Linked DNA regions of Sus scrofa: regions 2, 3 and 4 are each linked to region 1. A link is a contact called in public HiChIP or PLAC-seq data. All regions are on one chromosome and are shown on one strand. The core of a region is the stretch at or near the end of the contact, and the rest is flanking DNA. Distances in the headings are between cores, read along the strand shown.

The links. HiChIP or PLAC-seq counts read pairs in DNA pulled down with a chosen protein or histone mark.
Region 2: a contact with region 1 is called in an H3K27ac HiChIP or PLAC-seq map of alveolar macrophages. The contact joins the promoter of DDX56 here to the promoter of CCM2 in region 1. A contact is called at or near these places in 1 of 5 promoter capture datasets (fetal liver), 4 of 47 Hi-C or Micro-C datasets (alveolar macrophages, heart right ventricle, liver and 1 more) and 1 of 2 datasets of contacts at active chromatin or transcription factors (alveolar macrophages).
Region 3: a contact with region 1 is called in an H3K27ac HiChIP or PLAC-seq map of alveolar macrophages. The contact joins the promoter of OGDH here to the promoter of CCM2 in region 1. A contact is called at or near these places in 1 of 47 Hi-C or Micro-C datasets (skeletal muscle) and 1 of 2 datasets of contacts at active chromatin or transcription factors (alveolar macrophages).
Region 4: an H3K27ac HiChIP or PLAC-seq map of alveolar macrophages shows a contact between it and region 1. The contact joins the promoter of ZMIZ2 here to the promoter of CCM2 in region 1. A contact is called at or near these places in 1 of 47 Hi-C or Micro-C datasets (epiblast stem cells) and 1 of 2 datasets of contacts at active chromatin or transcription factors (alveolar macrophages).

What each region holds. Positions count from the first base shown.
Region 1 is chr18:50,449,018-50,451,763 of Sscrofa11.1, forward strand. CCM2 (cerebral cavernous malformations 2 protein) reads right to left here and starts at 1,425. Exons shown (of 10, transcript XM_021079071.1): 1 at 973-1,425. The coding sequence starts at 1,002. It overlaps LOC100739791 (a long non-coding RNA gene), which reads left to right and starts at 1,495. Exons shown (of 6, transcript XR_002340445.1): 1 at 1,495-1,509.
Region 2 is chr18:50,704,202-50,706,947 of Sscrofa11.1, forward strand. It overlaps DDX56 (DEAD-box helicase 56), which reads left to right and starts at 1,412. Exons shown (of 14, transcript NM_001244543.1): 1 at 1,412-1,506; 2 at 1,597-1,758. The coding sequence starts at 1,447.
Region 3 is chr18:50,683,559-50,686,304 of Sscrofa11.1, forward strand. OGDH (2-oxoglutarate dehydrogenase, mitochondrial) reads right to left here and starts at 1,432. Exons shown (of 23, transcript XM_021079062.1): 1 at 1,322-1,432.
Region 4 is chr18:50,597,512-50,600,257 of Sscrofa11.1, forward strand. It overlaps ZMIZ2 (zinc finger MIZ domain-containing protein 2), which reads right to left and starts at 1,410. Exons shown (of 20, transcript XM_021078664.1): 1 at 1,321-1,410.

The sequences.
Region 1 (2,746 bases), core at 175-2,674:
GTGAGTTTATCGATTACTCTAGCCTGTAATTAAAGCCACACTTTTAAAATTACACAGACTGAGGAACCTCTTGAACTATGTCCTAAATCTAACTGCCAAACATAACATCACTGAAATCACTCAGCTGGGATTAGGTAGAGCAAAACTCGACCTCTGCGGGCCTACCGTGAGTGAGCCTGCTGTACCATGAAACACGGTTTTTGCTTTTACTTGATACCCCAAAATTGAAGTCAACTCAGCAGCAAATGTTTCTCCATTACCGTACACCCCATTTTCTCAAAGATACTAACCCTGGAAAACTTTCTGGCCCATAACCAGGGCCAGCTCCTCTGCAGCCCCTGGTCACTGACCCGCGGGGAAGGCCATGTGGACAGCCTGGGTTTGGGGCAGAGTTACTGACCGGAAGGGGCGGAAAGGCGTGGCTCCTTCCTCCCCCGCGCTCCCGGCCGGCAAAGGACCACCTAACCCCATTGTCCAGGGGCTCGCCTCGTACTCCATCGCGCAGAGACCGACTCCCACGACCCTGTCCGGGACTGACCGTGGACTGTCCACCGGGGGGCCCTGGCCTGCCCGCCACGCTCACCCCAACCGCGGGTGCCTCCGGGCCTCTCCACGCCGGACTTCCAACCTGGGGCCTCTCCACGCCGGACTCCCGCCCGGGACCTCCCTGTGCCTGGCCTCCCCACGCCGGAGTCCACACGCCAGACTCCCGTCCCGGACCTCCCCACGCCTCGCCTCCCCACACTGAACCTCCCAAATCAAAACTCCCCTCCACGGACCTCCCGAAACCAGACTTTCCCACGCCCCGCACCGGCAGACCGACAGGCGGCCCCGAGCGACCCTCCCGCGTCCCCCTCACTCCCCCCCTAGTCCCAGCCCCAGACCCTCCGCCTTCCGCCAGCCTCCTGCCTTGGTCGGGGGTCCAGCCCACCCCGCGCCCGGCCCTCGGGAGGACGCGCCCCGCAGCCTCACCTTCTTGCCCTTCTTGCTCTCTTCCTCCATGTCGCCGCGAGCGGCCCCCGCGGCCCGGCCCGCCCCGGGAGCCCCGCGCCGCCCGCGGCCGCTACATGCTCGCCCCGGCCCCGCGGCCGCCGCCGCTCCTGCGCCGCTAGCCTGGCCGCAGTCTCCTCCCGCGGCCGCCAGGGGCCGTCCGCGCCCTGCACCCCGCACCCCGCACTTCCGGACCGAGGGCGCAGCCCCGCCCCCGCGACCACGCCCCGCCCCGCGCGCGCACGCCCCCTCGGCCCACACGCTCCGCCCCCAGCCCTTCCAGGCGGCCGAGAACGCGCCTGCCCTGCCCGCCCCTTTCAGGGCCGCGGGAGCGCGCCTGTCGCGCCCCTGTCCCACCCCACGCCCTTCAGGGAGGGCCTGCAGCCCGCGCCCACAAGCCCGGCGCCTCAGGGCCGCACGAGCGGCTCCAGCGTTTCAATTCTGCCGCCATCTTTTGGGCAGCCAACTTCCCAGCCTGCCTCACGCTCAAGCAGATTAGGCTCAGGCCGCCAAGAAACGGTGGGCGGGGCCGGCGGGAGGGGCGGGGCCTGTGGGAAGGTGAGGACGGGAAGTGGGGGTGTGGGGGCTCTGGGAGGGGCTGGCGAGAGGGGGCGCGGTCATCGGAGGCGGGGCTGCGGACCGGAGTGGTTGGCGGGAGTGGGAGGGCGGGGCCTGCAGGAAGGTGAAGGCGGGAAGACCTGGGCGGGGCTGCTCGAGGAGCGGGGCCTCGGGGAAGGGGCACAGGACCACTCCCTTTCCTTTCTCCCTTTGCCCTTCTTTCGTGTGGGTGCAGTGAAACTTTTTGCTAAGACTTCCTGTGTTTCAGCGTCAGCCTTCCTTAGACAAACACGTTGGGAAAGTTTAAATGCAACAGCGAGTACGTCCGGACCCTACCAGAATAAAATGTAGAACGGGAGTTCCCTTCGTGGCTCAGTGGTTAACGAGTCCCACTAGGAACCATGCGGTTGAGGGTTCGATCCCTGCCCTCGCTCAGTGGGTTGGGGATCCAGCGTTGCCCTGAGCTGTGGTGTAGGTTGCAGACGTGGCTCGGATCCCGTGTTGCTGGGGCTGTGGTGCAGGCTGGCGGCTACAGCTCCGATTAGATCCCTCACCTGGGAACCTCCGTATGCTGCGGATGCGGCCCTAGAAAAGACAAAATGAATAAATAAATAAAACCTAGAACCTTTTTTTTTTTTTTAATGGCACATAGAGGTTCCCAGGCTAGGGGTCGAAATGGAGCTACAACTGCCGGCCTACACCACAGCCACAGCCACGCAGGATCTGAGCTGTGTCTGCGACCTACACCACAGCTCACAGCAACACGGGATCCTTAACCCACTGAGCGAGGCCGGAGATCAAACCTGCAACCTCATGGTTACTAGTCGCATTGGTTTCCTCTGCACCACAAAGGGAACTCCCACACACAGAACCTTAATAGTCACCTAGAAATAACAGCCACCTTTTACCGATGAGGTCCAGAGAGATGGTTTGCCCAAAACACACTGTGAAGTGGAGTCAGCAGCAGCAGGCCCACTGTTTTGCCACCAAACAGCTGCCAGTAAGAACCCTGCTGTTCAACTAAAATGTAAACTGATACCAAACAAAACAATATTTGTCTCGACTGGTTAACTTTTTAGAGTGTTAGATCCTGTGCCAGGGGTCAATGGTCTCTCTCTCGGCTCCCATCGTGGGATGGAGCTGGGCCCTTTGAGCTGTCCTCCCTTGCCAGGCGGCCCAGTGTGAAGCTTTGCGGGTA
Region 2 (2,746 bases), core at 162-2,661, 260 kb after region 1:
GCCTCAACCCTCTGTTAATAGCTCTGAAAATAGAGGAAGGGGACCTCAAGCCAAGCTGGGAAAGGCAAAATCCGAATTATTCTTCTAGAACCTCCAGTGAGCCCCGCCAGCATTGTGATTTCAGCCTAGTGAGAGCTCATGAAACTTCTGACCTACAGAACTCAAAGATAATAAACTTGCATTAAACCACCAAGATTATGGGAATTTGTTAACAGCAGCAATTGGTGGGGACCAAGAATCCTTATTTTTATGTATGTATGTATGTATTTATTTTGTCTTTCGTCTTTTTAGGGCTGCGGCATATGGAGTTTCCCAGGCTAGGGGTCAAATCGGAGCTGTAGCCACCGGCCTACGCCAGAGCCACAGCAACGCGGGATCCGAGCCAAGTCTGCAACCTACACCACAGCTCACGGCAACGCTGGGGACCGAACCCGCAACCTCATGGTTCCTAGTCGGATTCGTTAACCACTGCGCCACGATGGGAACTCCGAATCCTTATTTTTAATCAAGCTGTGCAGGCAACATCGGGGCAGCCAGGTTTGGGAACCCCAGACCAACCTACCTTCCTCATCTCCTTCTCCCAAACATCATTCTTGTACAGTCCAATCGCTCTAGCCTGTCCTTTGGACTGCTTGTGACCCTGAATCTTAGCCAGCCTCGGTTGCCTCTATCATGTGTTGGTACACCAAGTGTCTTTCTACTCAAAGCTGTTGCCCCGGTTCAGATTCCCAAGTTCCCCGCAGTGCTACAGCCAAACAGCCCTGTAAAACATATGTTGGTGCACTTTTCCTGAGCACCGTAAGTGGCAGAGAAATTAGTGCTTACACACAAATCCGACAGATTCCCCAGATGCATAAGAAAGGGCGCGGGACTCACCAGTGTTTCTCGTACGTGGTGAGCTACCATCCGCCGCACGCCTGTTCTTAAATAGAACACAGGCGAGCACGCTTGAACACTGATGTATTTGTCAATGCAAGTATAACTAACGCCGAATAAATACTAGGGTGAGGCTGTTAAAACCAACCTCGAGGTGAAGGGAAAGCCCTAAGCATGTAACCGGGGGACAGTCCTGCTGGTTGTTTGACCCGTTGTGGGTCGGCGGAGGCGGGCACAGGAGGGAATCTCACCCGCCTCCACGCAGCCCCGCCCCCGCCGCAGGCAATCCCAGCGCAGCACGCCTTTAGGAGGCAGTGTCAGCGGACCAGCGAGGACCAGACAGCTCCCAGCCGACCCTGGCCCCTCGCCCGTCCCCTCTCCCCGGAGACACCGGGTTCTGCGCGCCGCCGCCGCGGCAGCGGTCCTCCGTCAGAACATCGGAAGCCGGGGCTCCGATACTTCCGGGAGGTGACGTATCCTTTAAGATGATTGGCTGCTGCTGTGACCCGCCTACGCGGCCCCGCGTGCACTTCCTGTCGCGCATGCGCGCTGTCACTACAGAACAGCAGCATGGAGGATCCAGAGCTATTGGGTTTTGAACACATGGGCCTAGACCCCCGGCTCCTACAGGTACTGGGGAGGGCTGAGGAGCCGGTCCGAGGTGGAGGGGAGGTGGCAGCAGGGCAGCGCGCCGCCTGAGCCGTCCCTTGTCTCTCCTAGGCCGTTACCGACCTGGGCTGGTCGCGACCCACGCTGATCCAGGAAAAAGCCATTCCTTTGGCCCTTGAGGGGAAGGACCTCCTGGCTCGGGCCCGCACGGGGTCAGGGAAGACCGCTGCTTATGCCATTCCGATGCTGCAGCTGCTGCTCCACAGGAAGGCGGTGAGTCGGGGGAGGGGCCTTTAAAGGCCGGGAAGGGAGATGCAGGCGTTTGAGTTCCGTTGTGCCCCCTTGGAAGACTGTGTCCCCCATCGCCACCCACCGAAGTCTTTCCCAAGTACCGGGTTTCCTTATGGCCTCTTACACGTGAAGGTTGGTCTGAAAGAAACTGGTGCTCTTGCTGTAAACGCTCTGGGGTGGAATTCAGGTCACTTGGGTTCTAGTCAAGGCCCTCCGACCACCACTCTTTGTACAATCCTGAGTAAATGGGGTTTCTCTTTTTCCTACTTTAAAAGGGGGCACCTCTTCCCTTCCTACTTATAGATTATTGTGAAACTCTGGTTTCCTAACGGATACATTTTTTGTAACTTTGTAGCTGTAAAGAGAGTTATCCTTTTTGTGGTGAGTGTCTGGGAGAAGAGTCCTCTGGTCTACATTCTGAAGTGCCTAGAAGCAGGTGGGGGGTTGGTCAGAGGACAACTAGGGAGTTCCTGTCGTGGCTCAGCGGTAACAAACCTAATATCCATGAGGAAGTGGATTCTATCCCAGGCCTCACTCAGTGGGTTAAGGATCCATCGTTGCCATGAGCTGTGGAGTAGGTCACAGACACAGCTAGGATCTGGTGTTGCCGAGGCTGCGGCTGCGGCTGGCAGCTGTATAGCTCCTGTTGGACCTCTAGCCTGGGAATTTCCATAAGCCACAGATGTGGCTCTAAAAAGACAAAAAAAAAAAAAAAAAGCACAACTAGATTGTTGTGTTGGAGTTCCCGTCGTGGCGCAGTGATTAACGAATCTGACTAGGAACCATGAGATTGTGGGTTCGATCCCTGGCCTTGCTCAGTGGGTTAACGATCCGGCGTTGCCGTGAGCTGTGGTGTAGGTTGCAGACGCGGCTCGGATCCCGCGTTGCTGTGGCTCTGGCGTAGGGTGGCAGCTACAGCTCCGATTAGACCCCTAGCCTGGGAACCTCCATATGCCGCGGGAGAGGCCCA
Region 3 (2,746 bases), core at 182-2,681, 230 kb after region 1:
CTATACCTGGAAGTGGGTCTCTGGCCCTCGCTTCAAAGTACAGGACTGCAAAACAAGGCACAAGAAACCCCAAGACATTGTTCATTCCTTGGGCCTGAGTCACCGCTCCCCTGTTCTGGGCAAAGGGCAGAGATAGCAGGTTCTTATCTACGCAGTCTTTTCTACTGTCTCAGTACACAATCTGCACTGAGGTCAGGGAGCTTTGCCAAAGGGGAAGGGTGCACGGATTAGTATGTTCCTCCAAGAGATATCCTTCATTGCAACATGAGCTATCAAACACCTGGAAGGAGGAGTATGGTGGGGGTACTGAGTACGGTAGGGTACTGCAGGGTAGTCTACTCAAGGGTACCACCCTAAAGAGCTCACAGGGAGGTCTGGTACAAACATGAGTAAGGAGGGATACCGAGTACAGCAGTGTGTTGCAGAACAATCCACTCATCCAGGGCATCAACCTGAGGAGCACAGAGAAAGAAGGTGTGGTGTGGTGCTCAACAGTGCGGTACTTACTGAGTACCGTGGAGGTGACGAATACAGTGGGTGCTGCGGGTAATCACTCAAGGGTCCACCCCAAGAGTGAGCAGAGAGGATGGGTACGGTGGAGTATTGAATACTGCGGATACTGCAGGGTGATCCACTTAAGACCTCACCCCAGGAGTGCAGGGAGGAGAGTAAGAAGGGGTGCTGAGTATTGTAGGCTACTGAGTACGGCGTCACCCCAAAGAATACAGGGAGGCTTACAGGGGAGAGTGGGGGGCCTGCGGGGTAATCCGTCCCTCAAGGGTTCACCCCAGGAGCGTAGGGACAGTCCGATCAGAAGCCGACCCGTGCCGTCCACGCTGTGGGAAAGGCGTACTGCCCACAATTCGCAGCCGCTTCTTCAAGGGCGCGCCACCCTTCCATCCGTCCAGGCGGGCAGAGGACACTGCCGGGTGACTCCCACGTGACGCCTCCTCGACCTTGGGGGTCACCCCGGCAGCGGCGCCCGTTCTCTCACATCCGCCGCGCGGCCCACCCCCGCCTCCGCCTCCACCAATGGGGCGCCGCTCCGCGCCCCGCGCAACTTCCGCGCACGCCCGCACCCGCCAATCTCCGCCCGCCTGCAGGCGCCCAGCGCACCATTGGCTGCCACGCCCGTCCGTCAGGCCCCGTCCCACCCACCTCCCCCAGTACGCCCTGCTCCAGCCAGCTTCACTCCCTGTCATCAGGGAGCCAGCGACAACGAGAGCGCAGCGGCCTTGTCCTCAGCCGTGACCCCCGCCTCCTGCCCCACCAGCACGGAACCTCCCAAACCCAGCGAGGCCCGGCGGCAGCGCGCGCCTACCTGTCTTCGGCTCAGCTCCACCCGAATGAGGCGCCGACACCCCACTCCGGGGTACTAAACTCTCGGCCACGCCCCGGCGTGTGGCGTCAGCACGCCGCCCCGCCCTGGGAAGAAAGGGGCCGCCTCTGCCCAGTGAGCAGGGCGGGCCGGGGCTTGACGTCACAGAGTTGCGCCCGCGGCGCTCTTGTGCTCGGTTCGGGCACCTCGCTGGGCCTGGCTGTGCGTCCGGGGCCACAGCTAAGCGGTGCCTGGATTGGTCCCCACCGGCCTGAATGCCGGGTCTTTTGAAAAAGAGGGTCTTCGCGTTGCCTAGTAATGCCTCCTGCAGTGGGCTTTTAGGCGTCCTCTGATCAGAGCTAAGCTGACCTGGCCTGTATTGTCAGACTGAGAGGAACCTTGGTCAGCACTGCATGACTGAGCGCTGCGGGGCAGCGGCCGGGCGGAGTGAGAATCAGGGGGGCCCAGCGCTGACCTAAGGGTTTCCCAAGTGGGACTCCTGGGTCTTCACTTGGTGCATGGACGGGTGTATCATTTCATGGACTAAAAGCGGTCGTCTGCTTTAAGAGGTTATATTACTTTGCCACCTGCTCACAAGTGTGATACCGACCTGATAAGAAAGAGAGAAAAAAAAAAGGGTTAGGATAGCTCCATCTTAAAGTTGACCTGAAAAATACGCACAACCTGAAGGTTGAGTGTTAAGTTTTATTGCGGACGAAATGAGGGCTACAACTGGGGAGGCAGCTGTTGCAGTTAGCTCTGAGATACCGCTGCAAGGAGGGAGGGAAATGTCAGCATACATGTGGTTTTGGTGAGGAGGGAGGTACATGCTACCCAGCACACGTTTTACAGAAGTCTGAGGGTTACTGCTCGACAGGAGGAGCAGACGTCACCATGAAGGATTTCAGTGCTTTTCTAGCTATGAGGAGATGCACGAACCGGGCTCATAAAATCTTTTTCTGAAAGTATCTAACCATCTGAAGACCTGTTCTGCCAGTTTTTCCAGAGCACAAAGTGCCTCATTCCTGAGCTCCCCCCTGAGCTCCTCGAAGGGGCTGTGGAGGGTCAGCAGCTGCAGTGGCTCATGAGTCAAGCTCTGCAGAGGCAGATGGCAAGTGCCAATCTCCAGTTCACAGTCAGAGGCAACTGTAGTTCACAACGAGAAAAAGCAACTCAGAACTGATGAAGCATGGTAGGCTGTATTCAATCACATACTGAGGAAGCCCTTACTTCAGTCCTTATTCAAGATTTCTTCAGTTTTCATTACAGCAAGAAGAAAGCTTCATATCATGATAACATATCTTTAACTCTACTTTTTATTCCTTCCTTTTTTTTTTTTTTTTTAATGGCTGCAATGCATCATATGGAATTCTCCAGCTAGGAGTTGAATCAGAGCTGTAGCTGCCAGCCTAGCAATACAAGATCTGA
Region 4 (2,746 bases), core at 160-2,659, 150 kb after region 1:
GGCCCTGAACCTGTCATTCATTATCTCACCTTCCTCTTCTCAGCCTGGAATCACCCCCGGGGTGTGAAAGGTCCCCAAGGCCAGTACTCACTGAACTTGAAATTCTTTCCCTCAGTCCTGCTGCCTCGCTCAAGCTTCTTCAAGGGAGGCCCTCAGATTCTAGTATGACAGGATTTGGTGGGTGAGTCTGTGTTCGCCCTATCAACTGTCTTATAGATTGAGTCACATGTTCTGCGTATGTCCCTGTGAAATCTTGTGAGATAATACAAACGACTTAAAGACATTCCCCACGGATATTCTGCAACTATCGGGAAGAGAGGAGGAGGAGCGGGATACAGAGGAGCAGGTCGGGGGAAGCAGGAGAGGGGGTAGAATGGGGCAGGGTTTGGGGAGAGGAGGTCCGGGTCGGGGGAGGGGGAGGTCCAGAGGAGCAGAATAGCCAGCCGGGTAGGGGGAACAGACCAACGGGAAGCAGGAGGGGAGGCCTAGGGCAAGACACCCCCGGGGGCAGGACACCCTCCCTGAGTGTCAGTATGTCCTGTTTGAAAAAAGGTACCTTCACCAAAACCACGGCTGGGCACCGAAAGGTCAGGGTCGCCGGCCCCAGAGCATACCTCGGCGGGTGGCGCGCATGGCCCAGAGGAGCCCGGAAGGTGAGCCCTCTGGCCAGGGCAGAGGGGCAGCTTGGGTGAGGGCCCGAGTCAGCCTTCTACCCAGACCCCGCCGGCGCTCGGCCGGATTCCGGCCAGCCCCAACAAAGGCTCAGGTGAGGTTCGCCCCGGCGCGCACCGAGCCAGTCGGCCCGGACCACGACGCACGCGCGGCAGGTAGGGCAGGTGGGCTGCAGGGCCGGCTCCAGCCCCGCCGCGGCCCCGCCGAGGCGCCGCAGCGCCAGGCCGAGGACGCCGCACCTGCCGCCGCCCGCACCTGCCGCACCTGCCTCCCCCGCCGCCCGCACCTGCCCGCCAAGCATGCTCACCTCCGCGCGGCCCGGCCCGGCCCTTCGCCGCCGTGGCCCCCGGTCCGCACTGCTCCATGCGCTCAGCCCGCCCTCAGCGCCGCCCGCCGCCCCGGGGCCGCCGCCACCCGCGCCATCGCGCCGCCGCCCGCTCCGAGGGCACAATGGAGCCGCCGCGCCGCTCATGCATATGCATGACGCCGCGCGCCGGCCCCGCCCCCAGGCCAGAGCAGTGGAGCCCAGAGCCGGCGCTCAGGCCGGGATGGCCTCCGGCCTGCACAGGCCAGGGCGGCGGCCCGGGCGGGCTGGGCAGGGAGGGAGGGCGGGCCGGGGACGACCTGCGCTCCCCGCCCCCTCCACACCTTTCCGAATGCGGCGTCCACGGAGTCACCCGCGCTTCCTCCTTCTAGCTCTCCGCCGGAGCTGGGCGGAGGAGAAGGGGCGGGGCCAGAAGGAGGGTGGAGCCGGGAGGGGCGGAGGGAGGGGCCTGGAGGAGGGCGTGGTCTCGGTGGGCGGGGACTGGGCGGAGTCCGGGCGTGCGGAGGTGACCCGGTATTATCTGGCCACTTCTGCGAGGGGTCTGGTAGGAAAGACCACAGAAAGACCACAGGGAACCAAACAAGTCACTTTCCTCGCTATTCTTCTCTCTTCCCAGAGGGCGGCCCTGTTGAAACATTCTTAGTCACTCAAGTTCTAGCCAGATGAAGCAACCTCTCTGATCAATTGGCATCTTCAGGTGCTATTATCACCCTTTCAAGTTATTCTCTACTATTTTTTACCCTTCCTCTGGGAAAACCACATTTTCCTGATTACCCACAATTAGGTTTGTTTGTTTTTTTTTGCTTGTTTGTTTTTTGTTTTGTCTTTTTAGGGCCGCATCCGCGACATATGGAAGTTCCCAGGCCAGGGGTGGAAGCAGCTGCCGGCCTACACCACAGCCACAGCAACGTGAGATGCGGGATCCGAGCCGCATCTGCGACCTACACCACAGCTCACAACAACGCCGGATCCTTAGCCCACTGAGTGAGGCCAGTGATCGAACCTGGGTCCTCATGGATACTAGTGGGTTTTCTTGACCGCTGAGCCATGACAGGAACTCCCACAATTAGTTTTTTGTTGTAGGAAAATACACATAACAAACCACCATCTTAACCAATTTTAAAGGTACAGCTCAGTGGCATTAAGTAGATGCATCCATCACCACCATCTATCTCCATAGCTTTTTCATCTTTTAAAACGGACACTCTGTAGGCATTAAGCAATAATTCCTCCTCCCACCCACCATTCCACTTTCTGTCTGAATCTGATTCCTCTAGGGACCCGATAGAAGTGGAATCATACAGTATTTGTCCTCTTGTGGCAGGCTTATGTCCTGCAGGTTCATCCACATTGCAGCTTGTATCAGAATCTCCTTCTTCTTCAAGGCTGAATAATGTTCCATTGTGTGTGTATACCACATTTAGCTTATCCATTCATCTGTCCATTGTCCACTGACGCCTCGCAGTTCACGTTCAATATTGCTGAACTTTCTTCCCTCGAGGCTGTCTGAATTCTCTGCTCTGTTTCTTTTGAGAACCAGTACTTCATCAAACAAATGGGGCGGGGCTGCTATGTGTCAGGCACTGGTCTGGGCTCTGAACACTGATCTGTCTCAGTGACCACGACCGTAAGCCCTCTCTGCCTCCAGTGAAAAGGACAAAACGAAGGAAATGACTCACGAGGTAACAATGTCCATCAGGGTGAGGGTTAGGGAGAAAAATGAAGCAAGACCAGAGGATGAGAAATACT